Linked DNA regions of Mus musculus: region 2 is linked to region 1. The links are chromatin contacts, called in public promoter capture Hi-C maps. All regions are on one chromosome and are shown on one strand. Each heading gives the region's core, a stretch centred on a gene start, on an enhancer-like site or on the middle of the called end of the contact. The rest is flanking DNA. Distances are from core to core; before and after follow the strand shown. Region 1 has its middle 3.9 kb from the start of Fez1. Region 2 has its middle 30 kb from the start of Pknox2.

Region 1 (6,946 bases), core at 553-3,052:
ACACTTTTTTCCTTTCACTATGTGGGTCCTGAGAACTGAATGCTAGTCATCAGGCTTGGTGACGAGTACTGTAACCTCCTGAGACATGCCACTTGTCTTAGCCTCCATCGTGTTCCTAGTTGGTAGAAGGCTTGCCTAGTTTGTATGTAGGAAGTCTGAATCCCCCTTACCACATAAAATCAGGCAAGGAGATTGAGGCAGGAGGATCAGAAATTTAAAATCAGGCTAGACTACATAGTAAAGTCAAGGCCAGGCTAGGCTACGTGATATTCTGACTCAAAGATATATAAATAAATCAAATCAAATAAACCCAATCCCAAACTGCCTTCAACTTTATTTAAATTTAACTCTCTTTTTACTGTATTTTATTTTGATTTGTTTTTGCAGTGCTAAACATTGAACACAGGACTTTGATTAGGCGAGGCAACATTCCCACTGAGTTATATCCTCAGTGCTGAGGCACAAGAAAGCCACCGTGTGATCATGGACTATCTTCTAATCTCTTTGTGTTTGTTTCTCCACGTGTAGACACATACTTCATAGGAATATTAAGAGGAAGTAAAATGAAAGGTTTATATCCTATGTCAAGAGCCAAGAAAATTAAATCTATAAATTAGCTCCAAATTCCATTTTCTTCAATAATTTTCTCTAACTAAAAAGACAAATTTAAACACATGTCTATTATTAAAATCCATTAATTTAAACTATATTTTCTTCTACATTTATTTATTTAGTGGTGTGTGTGTGTGTGTCTTTTATAATCTAAGGAAAACTAACATTTGGAAAACTTTTATTTGGTATAATGTCTCCCACATGTTTTTTATTCAATACATTTTGGTCATGTTTTCTTTTTCCCCAACTCGTCCAGATCTTCCCAACCTCCCTGCTCATCCAACTTTATGTTCAAGAAACAATCTGAACGGTGTCGGTGCACACCTTTAGTCCCACCACCACAGAGGTAGAAGCAGGGGAACCCCTGAGTCTGAGGCCAGCCTGGTCTACAGAGCAAGTTCCAGGACACCCTGGAGGGCTACACAGAAAAAGAAAGAAGGAAGAGAAAAAACAACAACAGCAAAACAAGAAACAAATAGCCCCTCTTCCCCAAACACAGAAAAACAAAAATGAAAATCAAATTCTTAGTACTCAAGAGGTTAAAGCAGAAAGGTTGTTATAAGTTTAAGGTCAGTATGGGGTATACAGTAAATTAGTTCCAGATCAACTCACAATACAGAGTCAGACTTGTCTTAGAAAAAAAATAAAAAGTAAGATAGGGTAAGATTCCATAGGTCACACAGATAGCTAGTGGTAACATGGTAACACAACTGTTGAAGCCCCAATCCCTTGACTCCCAGAGTTTTACCAATGAGCCCTGTCCTTCCCCTTTAGTTCAGGAAAGCTTTTAATGTGATTTGCTTGGGTTACCCACAACCACACAATTACATGAAACACCACACTGGGAATTCTTCCAAGTCTCAAAAGCAGTAGTAGACATTGAGAAAGAATTCTGTTCTAAACAAGGTAAGCAAAAAGATTTAAGAGTGATTTCTGCTCATTTCTTTCCCCTGAGAAGAAGGTTGCTATTCTCAGGCTTGGGTGGAATCTATTCTAAAAGGTGATGCTTAAGCAGTCTTTGGTTTGTATGTTTTGTTTCTCATTCTTAGCCCACTGTTACACACAATGAACAGATTCTTAACCTGGAACGAATCTGGATTTATTTGAATATGCAGATTTCAACAATCTGAGATTGCCAAGCCTCCCAAAGCTTCTGGCTTTCTATTCATCCTGTGCCCAGTGGCTTTGTGTGTCTCTAAGACAGCAGTTTTACAACACGGACTTCTTTCTCACAGCATAGACCTCCTCCAATATACAACCAACACTGAACTTTTCCTCTTGGAACTCTCCAATGCTCAGCTCCCATGCCAACCCATGTCAAGAATTTTTGCATGACATCATCTCTCTCTCTCTCTCTCTCTCTCTCTCTCTCTCTCTCTCTCTCTCTCTCTCTCTCTCTCTCTCTCTCCTCATATTTTTAAGAGAACTTAAACATTGTAGGGTATGTGGAATGGCTTAGCAGGTAAAGGCACTTGCCTGAAAGCCTGACGTCTCCTAAAGTTCAATTCCTGGAACCTACACACACACACACACACACACACACACACACACACACACACACACACACTTTAAAAAATATTCAGTGATATTTATTGCAGTACTTGTTAAAGGCAGAATTTCTGTAGGGCCATCATAATAGGCACAGGGATTACCTTAGTGGGATTTCTGCAATAGGAGAAAAAGGTTGATCTCAGCTCACAAAAAAAAACAAGGGCAAGTGGGAATTTATAGCTGAGAAGCAGGGTGGGAGTCAGCAAAAGAAGGGAGGGAGGATAGATGGATGGAGATGGATGGATGGATGGATGGATGGATGGATGGATAGATAGAGGTTCTAAAACAGGGTTAATGCTGGAGATTGGTTATGGTGACCAGAAAGCATCTGGGATAGTGGATATTGAGAAATTTACTTAGGGATCAAAGGTACCTAGACCTAGAAGATAAGGGGTACTACAAAAATGACTTAACACAATTTTTGCTTAAACTAGATTTTATAAGGAAGTGTATAAATGGGGCTAAGAGAGGTTTAGGAGACTGTTGAGAGTTTGGTTAAACAAGGAATGTTTATCAGAGCAACCTTATTCACTACCCACTCAGGATACCTTTTCTTCTTAGAGTTCAGTGCCGTAAAGCTCTCGGCTGATAGGATATGACAACAGAAGAGATCAATCTTGCCTGAAGCGGCTTTATAGGCAGCATTAACTCCTGCAAACAGGACACTAGGGAAATGTGAATTCTCTTCTCATCATGCTCACAGTACTCAACACTGTCCTGACCCAAAGTTGAGAGCTTGGAGGGGACAACTGTGGCCCTGGGCAGTATTTTCATGGCATGCTGGGCTCTGCAGATTTGCTGGTGGTGACGTGATTTTTATTTGGCTGGATGAGTACAATGGAATATACTGTGCTATTTTCATTCCCTCAAGTTCATTTCTGAATCATTGCATGTCTGGTACCTGGGCATGCGGAAGGAAGCAGATAACAGAAATGAGTCTACAGCTGGAAATGGTGAGGGTTGGTGTGGGGGGTTAATACAAATGAAATCTCTGATTAACCTAAATGTCTGAAGATTCTCTTAAGTGAGTATCCCATCTTCAAGACATTATTGTCTAGGATCTCTTGTCTCTTGTACAGCCATGGCACATGCTGATCTCCACTGATAACTCACTTAGTAGACATGGGAGATGGAAGACTGGTTTGTTTGCTTATCTATCTATCTATCTATCTATCTATCTATCTATCTATCTATCTATCTATCTATCTATTTGACAACTATATATCCAAAAGTTTCCCAAAACAATGGAAAACCCATTTCCCTTTTTTGTTGTTATTTTGCTTGTTTGATGCAGGGTCTCATAGCCTGACTAGACTGGAATTCTTGGTGGACCTGCCTTCTAACCTCTTGTGCTAGGGTTACAGGCATGTCCTCCCACCCTACTGTTCTACAACTCCCACAGAACTGGGAATTAAACCCAGGACTTTGCATACTGGGCAGACACTCTAGAACTAAACCATATCTCTAGCTCCAAACTTGTAATGTGATAGGTGAAGCAGCAAACTCCTAAAATTCCAGCACTTGGGAGGCTGAGGCAAGAGGATCAATCAATTTGAGTTCAAGGTCAGCTTGGGCTACAACATTTAGTTCCAGCCAGCCTATGCTATGTAGGGAAGGCCCATCTCAAACAAAACAAACAAAAAACAAGCAACAATGAAAACACTAAAAGAAAAAAAAACTAAAGCTAAAAGAAAAACTATTGCCACATTTATATTATGGGAATTTTAATTCTCTTCAGGGATATCACTTTGGCAGCTAGTTTTGTGTATGTTCTGGTGGGGGGTGTTTTTGCTGTTTCTGTTTCTGTTTCTGTTGCTGTTGCTGTTGCTGCTGCTGCTGCTGCTGGTGCTGCTGGTGTTTCTTTGCTTGTTTTGTTTTTTGGCATGCTCTCACAGAACCAGATAGGAAAACTGCTGTGTAGCTAAGGATGACCTGGTCTTGCTTCTGACCTTCTAAAGACCGAGATCACAGGCATGTATCATTACACCCAGGCATTTTATGCTTTTATCAGGTAGGTGTTCTGGAATTATTTGCTATCAATATCTATGTAACTGTCTATTCTTTTTCAAAGTAATATGGTTTGGTTCCTAGCATACATGTTTTGTGGTAGAGAATAACTGCCTTCGAATGAGGTAGCTAAGAATATATTTTGAAATTTGGGGAACATTCTATATCCCTTGTCATAATAAACCAGGGAGTTTTAATCAGCACAGGTGATTAAGGGTGAGCTGATGTAGTGATTCATGCCTGTAATCCCATAGTGTGTAACTTTTCCTGGGGAGAGGTGAACAAGGTCTATTCACCCAAGATAAGGTACCAACAACAGACCAGAGAAACAACTCCACACACATCTGGCTCAGTGAGCATGCATTATTGGGTTATTTGTTTATTGGAAGTACAGGCAAATGGTTACTTATAGAAACATAGCTAACTCAAATGTCATTGAAAAGCCCACTGCAGCATGGGTGACAAATGGTCTTTTCCTTGGAGCTCCACACACAGTTTATAGACAGTGTGGCTGGTTAAAATCTCTTCTCCAGCAATTAATTGTTACTGCTTATAGTAATGGTAGTAGGGCACTTATGAATCTTGTGACTTTCAGGAGATTCCTGAGCCTTGGATATGTCATTTACTTCCTGAGTCTTAGCTTCCCTCTTTCCTTCAAGATGGAACCATACAAATCAGAGGAAATAGCTACACAACATCTCAGTCTTGGGAGGCTGAGACAAGAGGATTACTGTGGGTTTAAGGCATATTGTATAGTGCTTTCAAGGCCAGAATAGACTATAGTCTGAGATCCTGACTCTTAGGGAAGAAGGAAGGGAGAGAGGAAAGAGGGAAGGAGAAAGAGAGGGAGGGAGAGAGGGAGAAAGAGATTAAAGATAGAGATGGTCAGTCATAAAGGTGTCATACACCTTTAATCCTCAGGAGGCAAAGACAAAACAATCTCTGAGTTCAAGGACAGCCTGGTTTATATACTGAGTCCAACTAGAGATACACCATACCAACAGCAAGACTCCATCTCAAACAAACAACAACAACAACAACAACAACAAAGCACCTAAAACCAAAAAGAAAAAAAATATCATTACCAAATCTGTACTGAGTTTTCCTTCCTTGGCACATGTCACTATTTCAGCTGGTCTGTGTGTGTGCTGGCATCTAGACCACCAGTCCTCAGGAAGTGCTTTCAAATCCTCACAAAACCAGTAACAAAATAATTAACACTGAATATCAAATTCCAGGTGTTTTACATCATTTTGCATAATTTAATTTCCATGTAGCCCAGACTAGCCCTAAAGTTAAAAGAGTAAGTGTTTACTCCTGCTTTAGCATCCTGAGTGCCGGGTGTGCACACTTTTGCCACCATGCTCAGCTGGAACACTGGGGTTTGCAAAGACCAAACTCTTTCCCAAAGACCAAACTCTTTCTCAGTTCCAGTACTTTCCTCACAAGCCTCTCTCATACTCTGAATATTGCACATGGAGTCTTTTTTAAAAAGATGTATTATTTATTTTTGTAATAACTATGTGTTGATGTCTGAGTATATATATATATACCACTTGAGTTGCAGGGACACTTGGAAGCTAGAAGCAGGTGTTGAATCTCCTGGAATGGAATTTTGGCTTCTCAGCAGTTAGTGCTCTTCATTGCTGAACCATCTTTCTAGATCTAAGAAATAATTTCTAGGAGTTGAGAAGCATGCACAATAATTCCCAGCAGCACATAAAAACAAAACAAAACAAAAACAAAAAACAAAAAACAAGCCGTGGGTATGAAAGTACACATCTGTAGTCTCAGCACTCGGGAGGTGAAGGTGGAAATATCAGACGTTCAAGATCAACCCTTGACTACATGGTTTGAGCCCCCACCCCAACCTCCACTACACCTCGTACCACCATCACCAATCAAAACCAGCATAGAAAAGTGCATTAAAGCTTCTGCTAAGGAAGTAGCCAAGGGTCATAGCTCCTCCTCTCCTTCCTAGAAGTGCATTGCATGAGTTCACTCCCTTAATCTAACAACAGGCCTCGGAAGTGGGAGGTATAACCCTCATTATGTTGATGAAAACGTGAGCCGCAGCAAGGATAACTTTCCCAAGGTCACAAAACCACATGACGCCAGAAAAATAGGGTTTAGCATCTATTTCTTGTTTTGCGTGTGTGTGTATATAGGTGCAGTTGCCATAGTGCTCTTGTGGAGGTTGCAGGACAATGTTGTGGACTCAGTTCTCTTCTAGCACATTCATGGGAGTCCCCAGAGTCGGGTTCAGGTTTAGACAATGAGCACCTTTCACCTGCTGAGCTCTCATGACCACTTTTTTTTCTAACAAGAAAAACACCCTCATGTTTCTAATTACCAGGAGGGCAGAATGGCTAATACTTTTTCTAATTTCATCAGAGATGATGTCCCCCTGCCTTCCCTGCCCCTCATGATTGAACTGTTGTGATAAGAGTGCATAAATCAACATAGGGAAGACCCCCTTCACCTCCCGGCTGTCATTCTTGGTTTGGCCTAAAATCAGACAAAATTAGGAGGTGTCACCAGGCAGACATGCCTCTCTTGTGCTGTCTTTTCTCTTTTCTTTCTTTTTCTTTTCTTTTTTTTAAAACTACATTATTAGATTTTATATGAATAGCATCTCTAAGCACAGATTTACATACAGCACATCAACGTGTGAGGTGTAAAGTCTGAAGTCTTTCTATTCCTGGATCCCCCTCACTCAAATTTCTCACTTGCATTCCACAGTTTTGGATGACAAAATTATTCCCACCATCCAGCC
Region 2 (7,024 bases), core at 1,860-4,359, 350 kb after region 1:
AGTGGGTTTTAAAAGACCATCAGTCTTAGGCAGCTCTTTGATTTCTCCTGTTGCAAGGCAAAAATAGAGGACTGGCTTCAGAGACTGACTTCCAACCTCCCTCCACTGTGCCACTAAAGACCAAGGACGCTGTGCCTCGGTTTCCCCTGCTATACAGTGAGGGAGCTACACTAGGTCCCATTGGAATAGCTATATTTCAGAACCCTTGCCATCACTGCTCATTCACCCACCTACAAACACTCCTCTTTATCGAGCCCTTGCTATGAGCAGGTGTTACAGATATGACAGAATCACAAAGTGATGGACGGGGTCAGAGTGAGGTGTAATTTCTGGGGAATGTTTGCATAAGCAATGGCAGAGCCTTAGGGACCATGTTATATGCTGGGACGCAAGGGTCTGAAGTACAACCCTACCCTTGACCTTCAATGTGTCTTATAGCTGGAGACAGGATCTTAAAGGAAGTTGTAAGGGTGGGGTTCTGATCCGAGAAGACTGGTGTCTGTATAAGAATTAGAAAAGACGAACTGGGTAGGCATAGCAGGCATGAGTTTAATCCCAGCTCTTGGAAGCCTGATCTACCTAGTTAGGATAGCCTAGGATAGCCAGAGCTACATAGTAAGACCCTGTCGAAACAAAACAAAGCAACAAACACCACAAACAAATGGAAGGGGTGGTTATTTCTCCCCTATTCCCTATACAAACAGGAGAAGTAGTCATCTACAGACCACAAGGAGGGGTCTCAGCAGAAACTAACCTAACTGGCACCTTAACTTTGGACTTCTGGCTTCTGGAATCATGCAGATACTAATTTCTGTTGGGGTTTTGTTGGGTTGGCACACACTAACAGGAGGGAAAGGGAACAAGTGCAGAGATACAGAAGATCAGGTTAGGGCTCTACCAGGCTTCAACAGGGAAGGTTTCCCATAGATGCTGCTGTCTGAAGGGCCAGGGACATTCAGAGGTTAGGAGGGGGGGATACTGGATAGGACACCTGCAGGAGACAATGCAAAGGACGAGCATTGGGTCCACTGGGAAGAACTGAGCTCATTTGTTCTCAGTGCAGCTGAAATGGTCGGAAGAAGCGATGCCAGAACGAAGAAGGGGGTGCGTGGGGGCTATGAGCAAATATGCCTCAAAGGCCAGCAAGCTGCAAGAACTTTGAATGCTTGAGATTTATCCCATGATGCTTCTGATAAACAAATGCCAAGGTGAGTTGTGCAGGTGAAGAGCTGGACAGCTGCTCTTGCCCCCAGGATGGCAAACCTACCTGTCCCTTCTGGGCAGGCTTTGCTTGTTCACACAAAGGCTTCCCTCTTACCTTTCCACACATCTTCTAGGAGAGCCTTTCCTTTAGGTACATGCCTTCAGTTTGACAAAAATCCCTTGTTTCTTATTAATAACCTCTAGCGTTTATTGCGTTAGTTAATGCCAACCAAGCATGAGGCGTTGTTTTAGGGGCTTTATGTGAATTAGCTCTTTTAATCCTCACATCAACATTATGGAGTAGATTCTATTAACTCCAGTTTATGGATGAGGAACCTGAAGCACCAGAGATTAAGTCACCTGCTCCGAGCTACTCAACTAACAGAGAAGCCAAGGTTAAACCCCTGGGGCAGCCTGGCAGTCTGACTTGGTGTTCATATATTCTGTGGTCAGAAGAGAGAAGTAGAGATGGAGGGAGGGAAGAAGAAAGAGAGGTGGGGAGGAAAGGAAGGAGGGAAGGGTAGAGGGATGGAAGAAGGAAAGGAGGGAAGGAGGGAAAGAGGAAGGGAGGGAAGGAGGGAGGGAGAGAAGGGGGAAGGATAGAGGGAGTGAGAGAGGAAGGGAAGGAGACAGGGAGACAGAGAAACAGAAAAACAGAGACTGAGGCTGGGTCTTGGCTAGGTGCCCCTGGCTAGTTTGAGTACAGTAGCCAGGATAAGAACTGTGAACTTTCTGATTCCAGATTCTGGGCTCCTACCCACTTGGAAGTGATGCCTTTTGAGGGACTGGTGAAGAAGCAGATGGCTTTTTATAGCTCCTCAGGAAGTAGATTAGAGAGGCCTGTCACGAGGTCCTTGGAGAATAAAGGAAATCAAGGAGGCCAGCCAAGCAGACTCTGTGGCCAAGTATTTATCATCCTGCATCACTTAGCTCTTACACATTCACTCATTCATCAGATGCTTATTCTGAGCCTTCTGTCTTGGGCACCGGGTTGAGAAAAGCAAGCAGAGGAAAGCAAGCGATTGCTAAGAAAGACCATGGTATACACCAGCCGTCTAAATGGCAGGGTTCATAAATAAATAAACAGAACAAATTATTAGAGTGTGACTACATCTATAGATCAATATATTTCTCTTCATCTACCTATAAGATCTTATAAAGAAGATAGCCTACCCCTGCCTGCAGAAATCTCTGCACCCATCACTCTAAAGGTGGTGCCCATAGAGCCAGGCAGAAAGGATGATGGGAGCATCCTGGGAGAGCAGGTGAGATCCTCTGAGCTTCCCAGAAAGAACATGATGGATGTCTGTACTCCTGGACCACAGATCCACAGCGTCAACACTGAAAGGCTTAGAACAGATGAGCAAACTGAGCAGGAACGGGCTGCTCCAGGAAGCATCACATCTCAAGGCCATGCACATTCGAGTCCTGTCGCCAACTCAGCCCTTTGTCTCCGACATGGCTTGTCCCAGGTTTACACAGGCAGCAGGTGGCTGATACTCTACAGCCAATAGTGCAAGAATCACTACAGCCTCCACACCAGACTTCTGGCCTTTGTGAGTACAGTTGCAAACAATGCAGAAGGAACAGGAAAGAGGAATAAGAGAAGTCACGAAGTTCGATGCAGTCTCTGGTTAGTACACCTGTAAAAATTCCAAATCTCCTTGACACCCCTCTCTCCAACCCACTTCCTAGCCACGAGTCTTACATACAGAAGCAATACAGATTGCTTCCCACAGTGACTTTCTCTCTCTCTCTTTCTCTGCTGCCTGCTCTACCAACTCCACACGTTGTCAACCACTATTTCATCTGCAGATCCTTTTCTCCACGGGTGTGGGATAAGCCCCACAAAGTCCCCCTCAAAGATCAAGGGGGTTGCAGTTCTACTACCAGCCAGCAGGGGACAGTCCTGCTTCGAGTCTCTGTCCTGCCCAACCAGCCCCAACCCCCAGCCCAGTCACAACTCCTTAGAGATGCAAATTGAGAGGCAGCCTTCCTAACCAGAGAGGGCTGCTAATTCTCCGACGAGTATGCAGATTTTCATCTTGCCTTTGCTTGGGTTTATTTGTTTTACTTTGCAATAAATTTAATACAGACTCCCTGAAGCAGAGAGGCAGATGGACTATAAACTCTGCATTTTGAGCAGCCGTACTTACTAGGTTAGTGTGTGTTTTGATCCCTGCTTAAATTATATCTATGAAATTTGACATGGATTTGGGTCTGGGGTTTGCTGGCTTGTTGGGGCCTCTGGAGCTGTTCTTGGGGAATTTACAAGGATTGATTTGATTACCGGAGCTTTAATTTCTCACAGAGGCTAACGAGGAGGCCGAGGAGCCTGGCTGGGCACTATGGGAAGATGGAAAAGCAAGAGAGTTGGGCTTCTATGCGATTCAGTGATGACGTCATTAGCACTGTATCACACGCCTCCTGCAAGGTCTGAAGCCAGACCCCATGGACCTATGTGGGATCCTTCTGCCTTCCTTGGAGGACATGTATGAGTAAAAGTCTTGGGGAACTTGGAGCCTAGGGGAGGAAAACTCAGATACACGCACGTAGGGGTAGATATAACTAAATATTGAGAACAGCACAAATTAACATTTCATATGACTGTACATTGGACTGAGTCGATAGGACAAAGGGAAAGAAATGTAACTGCCCCCTCCAGTGAGGGAAAATGTAACTGCCTCCTCGTGCCTCACACCAACGTTTACAGTCTCCTCCTGTCTCTGCTTCCTCCACGGATCACTGAAGAAAGACAGTGAGTGGAAGGAACCAGGAACAGTATAACCTGGATTCTTGGCTCAGCTTCACCGATTCCTTCTTTGTACAAATATTTGGGCAACATATTAAGCTTGCCCGGCTTCAGCTTCTCTGGCTGCACAGCAGAAATCACCTGGTTACCACGAGGAAGATAATGTTGATACGGATGTACAGGACTGGACTGTTAAAAGTGAGTCCTGGGCAGACCCTCCATGTTCCAGCTATGCAATCACCACGATTAGAGCCAGAAGGGCCTCCTCCAGAGGAGCACTGTGAGTGCAATTCCTAGGCCCTGTCAGGGAGTAGGACATTCCCTGGATGAGTTGGGTCCACCAGTCTAACAGCGTGTGATGGTCATCTGTCTTTCTAGGCTCACCTGTTTGCACAACTTGCCTGATAGCCAGAAGGAGAGGGTGGGCATCTGGGAAGCTTCTAAAAGAATCTAGAAGATTCCAGGGATTGCTCCAAAGAACTCTAAGGAGGTCTTGGATTGATGTGGCTGAAGGCAACAGTGCTATATAGACTTAGACACCTCCCCACACCCTCATTCACAGAACCCAGGCAGAGCCACAACTGAGAGAGGAGAGGAAAAGAGAAGGACCTGCCTTCTGCCTCTCTCCTCTGTGCCTGTGTGCCCTCCCTTCAGGTCAGAGGCATCAGGGAACGATGGGGCCCAAGAGGAACACGTTTGAAGAGTGAAAAGCAGAGAAGCAAAGATTTGGACGTAGTGGAGAAAGGAGACAAAGAGGAGAGGGCAGATAGGGCACAGGAGAAGGGGCAGTGGCATGTTGACACTTATTAAACTTTGGAGAGAGTCAGCTGCTAGAAGGGAGAGGGGAGAAAGGAAATGCCCAAGCTTCACAGAAAGGAAGGGGTGGGCACCCAGGATGGGGAGGCTGGGATTAAATGGAAATGAGGGGCTTGGTCACCATGGAGAAAGGAGCTGGAAGCTTTGGCAGCGGTTTGTCTGTTAGCAGGAAAGGCGGGGGATCAAAGAAGCTGCAGTGTGTCTATGCACACACAACCGGGTTGGAAAATGACTAGCTGGATTCCACCCAGAGCTGGGGATTGGGGGAGGGGAAGGAGTAACTGGGTGAATTCCTTCTAAAACAATTGTTCCCCCACACACTCCAGGCTGTGGCCCCAATAAGGCCTGAAACTAAAACTGTTCGTTCTGAAGATTTTGTTCAATTAAATGTGGTGTGGCTTTGTCCTACCAGCAGCACAGGTAGGTTGGGGTTTGGAAACCCAAGGCCTGTAGCGGAAACTGAGGAAGGAAATGGCAGCTGAGGGGGAGGAGAGAGGAAAGTCAGATGCCACAGCAAGGATAACACAACCAGGTGTCTTGGTTCTCACAGGCCCTGGTGAGGAGGGGAAGATAGCCATCAAGTGGAAGCTTCAGGGCCAAGGGAATTACTACCCGTTCTCTAGAACTGTGCAGGGCCAAAGCACCCTTAACTGCCTGCATCAGGTCTCTCCCTAATTTTTTGGGAAGGGGAGAATTGAAACAGGGATTTTGCTGCAAAGGTCAGGTTGGCCTTGAACCTGCGCTTGTCCCTATCTTACAGATTGCTGGGATTCTAGGCATGTGCCACTATACCTGACTCTAGCTCTCTTTCAGAGCACTCCTCCCTCGGGGGTAAGGGGCAGTGGGAGAACTCTGCTCTCCCTTCTAGACCCTGCTCCAGGTGCCCAGGCTGGATAAGGGATGGCTATTTAGGTAAGAGTAGAACCGAGTAGGAGTCATGCACCAGAAGGGGTGATGGATAGATCCAGGACCAAGGACCACAAGGTTTCCTGGAAAGCAGAGCAATGCTACAGACAGGAATTGGAATGAAGCGGTCTGGACTAGGACCTCCACTTGTATCCTGGCACTGGCCGGCATGTGGCAGCCCCGAAGGTGTACAGTCTAACTCGGGGCAGTGAGCATGGCAGAGGAAAGTAGAGAGAAACTGGCTTACAGTTCATCTTGTTCAATATTAGGAACTCGGTATTTATAAAATTTCTCTCATTGTTCACAAATTCACATCTGATTGGCTCCTCTCGCCCAAGGCTTAAGACCTAAGAGGACTACAACATGCTGAGGAGCCTTAACCACATTAGGATCAAATTGATAGTTTCCAGCTATAGATGGCATTGTAGGAAATAAATGAATAAGAAGAGTTTATTTGAAAAGGTTCTGTGCCACATGGGGAATGAGGCCATATTCATCTGTGCTGGTGACTGTTAGAGGGAGCCAGACTGTCCATAGGATCACAGCAACTCCCCCAGGGTAAAAGCATCATTCCTCTGAGCCTCCAGGGGCTAACAAAGGTCTAAACTGATAAGGAAGAATTTCTTTTCCCTAGGAGGCCATCTTGCTTCAGTCCTTCATGATGGGGGTGGGGGGGGTAAGAGTCAGAAGAGTATAACACTTGATTTTTTTTCTCAAGTACAGTAGAACCCCTCATCCAAAGAAAAAGTTCCAAGACCCCCTACCTCCTTCATGTCACTCCTGTGCCTTTGGGGACCAATTTAAATAAAATCAGGCTTGCTTGAAGACGAGGAGTGTGATGCGGCAGGCAGCCAAGGTCATGGTCCAGCCAAAGTGCTGAGGGCAGCTGTGTACCCAGGATGTACTGGACACGGGCAGGGATGGAGAAGGACCTGAGCTTTCAACACACTGCACAGAGCGCTGCACACAGTTCAGAACACAGACATCGGCTACCGCTGGAATTCTGCACTTGATATTTTCAGGCTGCCACTGACCTCAAGTAATCAAAAACCATAAGAAGCAAGAGCTTGGACAGGGGTCCTGCATGCTTCACTGGTCCCATGACGGGGAAATGTCCTTCCTCTCTCACCTAAAACTCCCAGACTCCTACTGGGGCACTTTAAAATCGCTGTCAGAATCCAACCTCTAAAACGCTACATTCCACGAAGAAGGTAAATACATACATACATACATACATACATACATACACACACACACACACGCACACACACATACTTACATCAACAATCGTCCTACATTAATTCTAACTCAGTTATAAGCACAGAAGCGGGAAAATAAAAGTCAATG

The links. Promoter capture Hi-C pulls out the DNA fragments that hold promoters and counts their contacts.
Region 2: a promoter capture Hi-C map of neural stem cells shows a contact between it and region 1. The contact joins two enhancer-like sites. A contact is called at or near these places in 2 of 39 promoter capture datasets (cranial neural crest and neural stem cells) and 2 of 9 other capture datasets (embryonic stem cells and pancreatic islet).

What each region holds. Positions count from the first base shown.
Region 1 is chr9:36,825,384-36,832,329 of GRCm38.p6, forward strand. It overlaps the pseudogene Gm27219 and a transcript of Fez1 not described here. Among named protein-coding and RNA genes, the nearest start is that of Fez1, 3.9 kb to the right of the region's middle. Within about 2 kb of position 1,803, at least 21 of the 459 cell types and tissues checked have an H3K27ac peak or open chromatin away from gene starts, as enhancers often do. A contact at or near this core is called in neural stem cells, where this site is marked.
Region 2 is chr9:37,174,167-37,181,190 of GRCm38.p6, forward strand. No RefSeq gene overlaps it. Among named protein-coding and RNA genes, the nearest start is that of Pknox2, 30 kb to the left of the region's middle. Within about 2 kb of position 3,110, at least 47 of the 459 cell types and tissues checked have an H3K27ac peak or open chromatin away from gene starts, as enhancers often do. A contact at or near this core is called in neural stem cells, where this site is marked.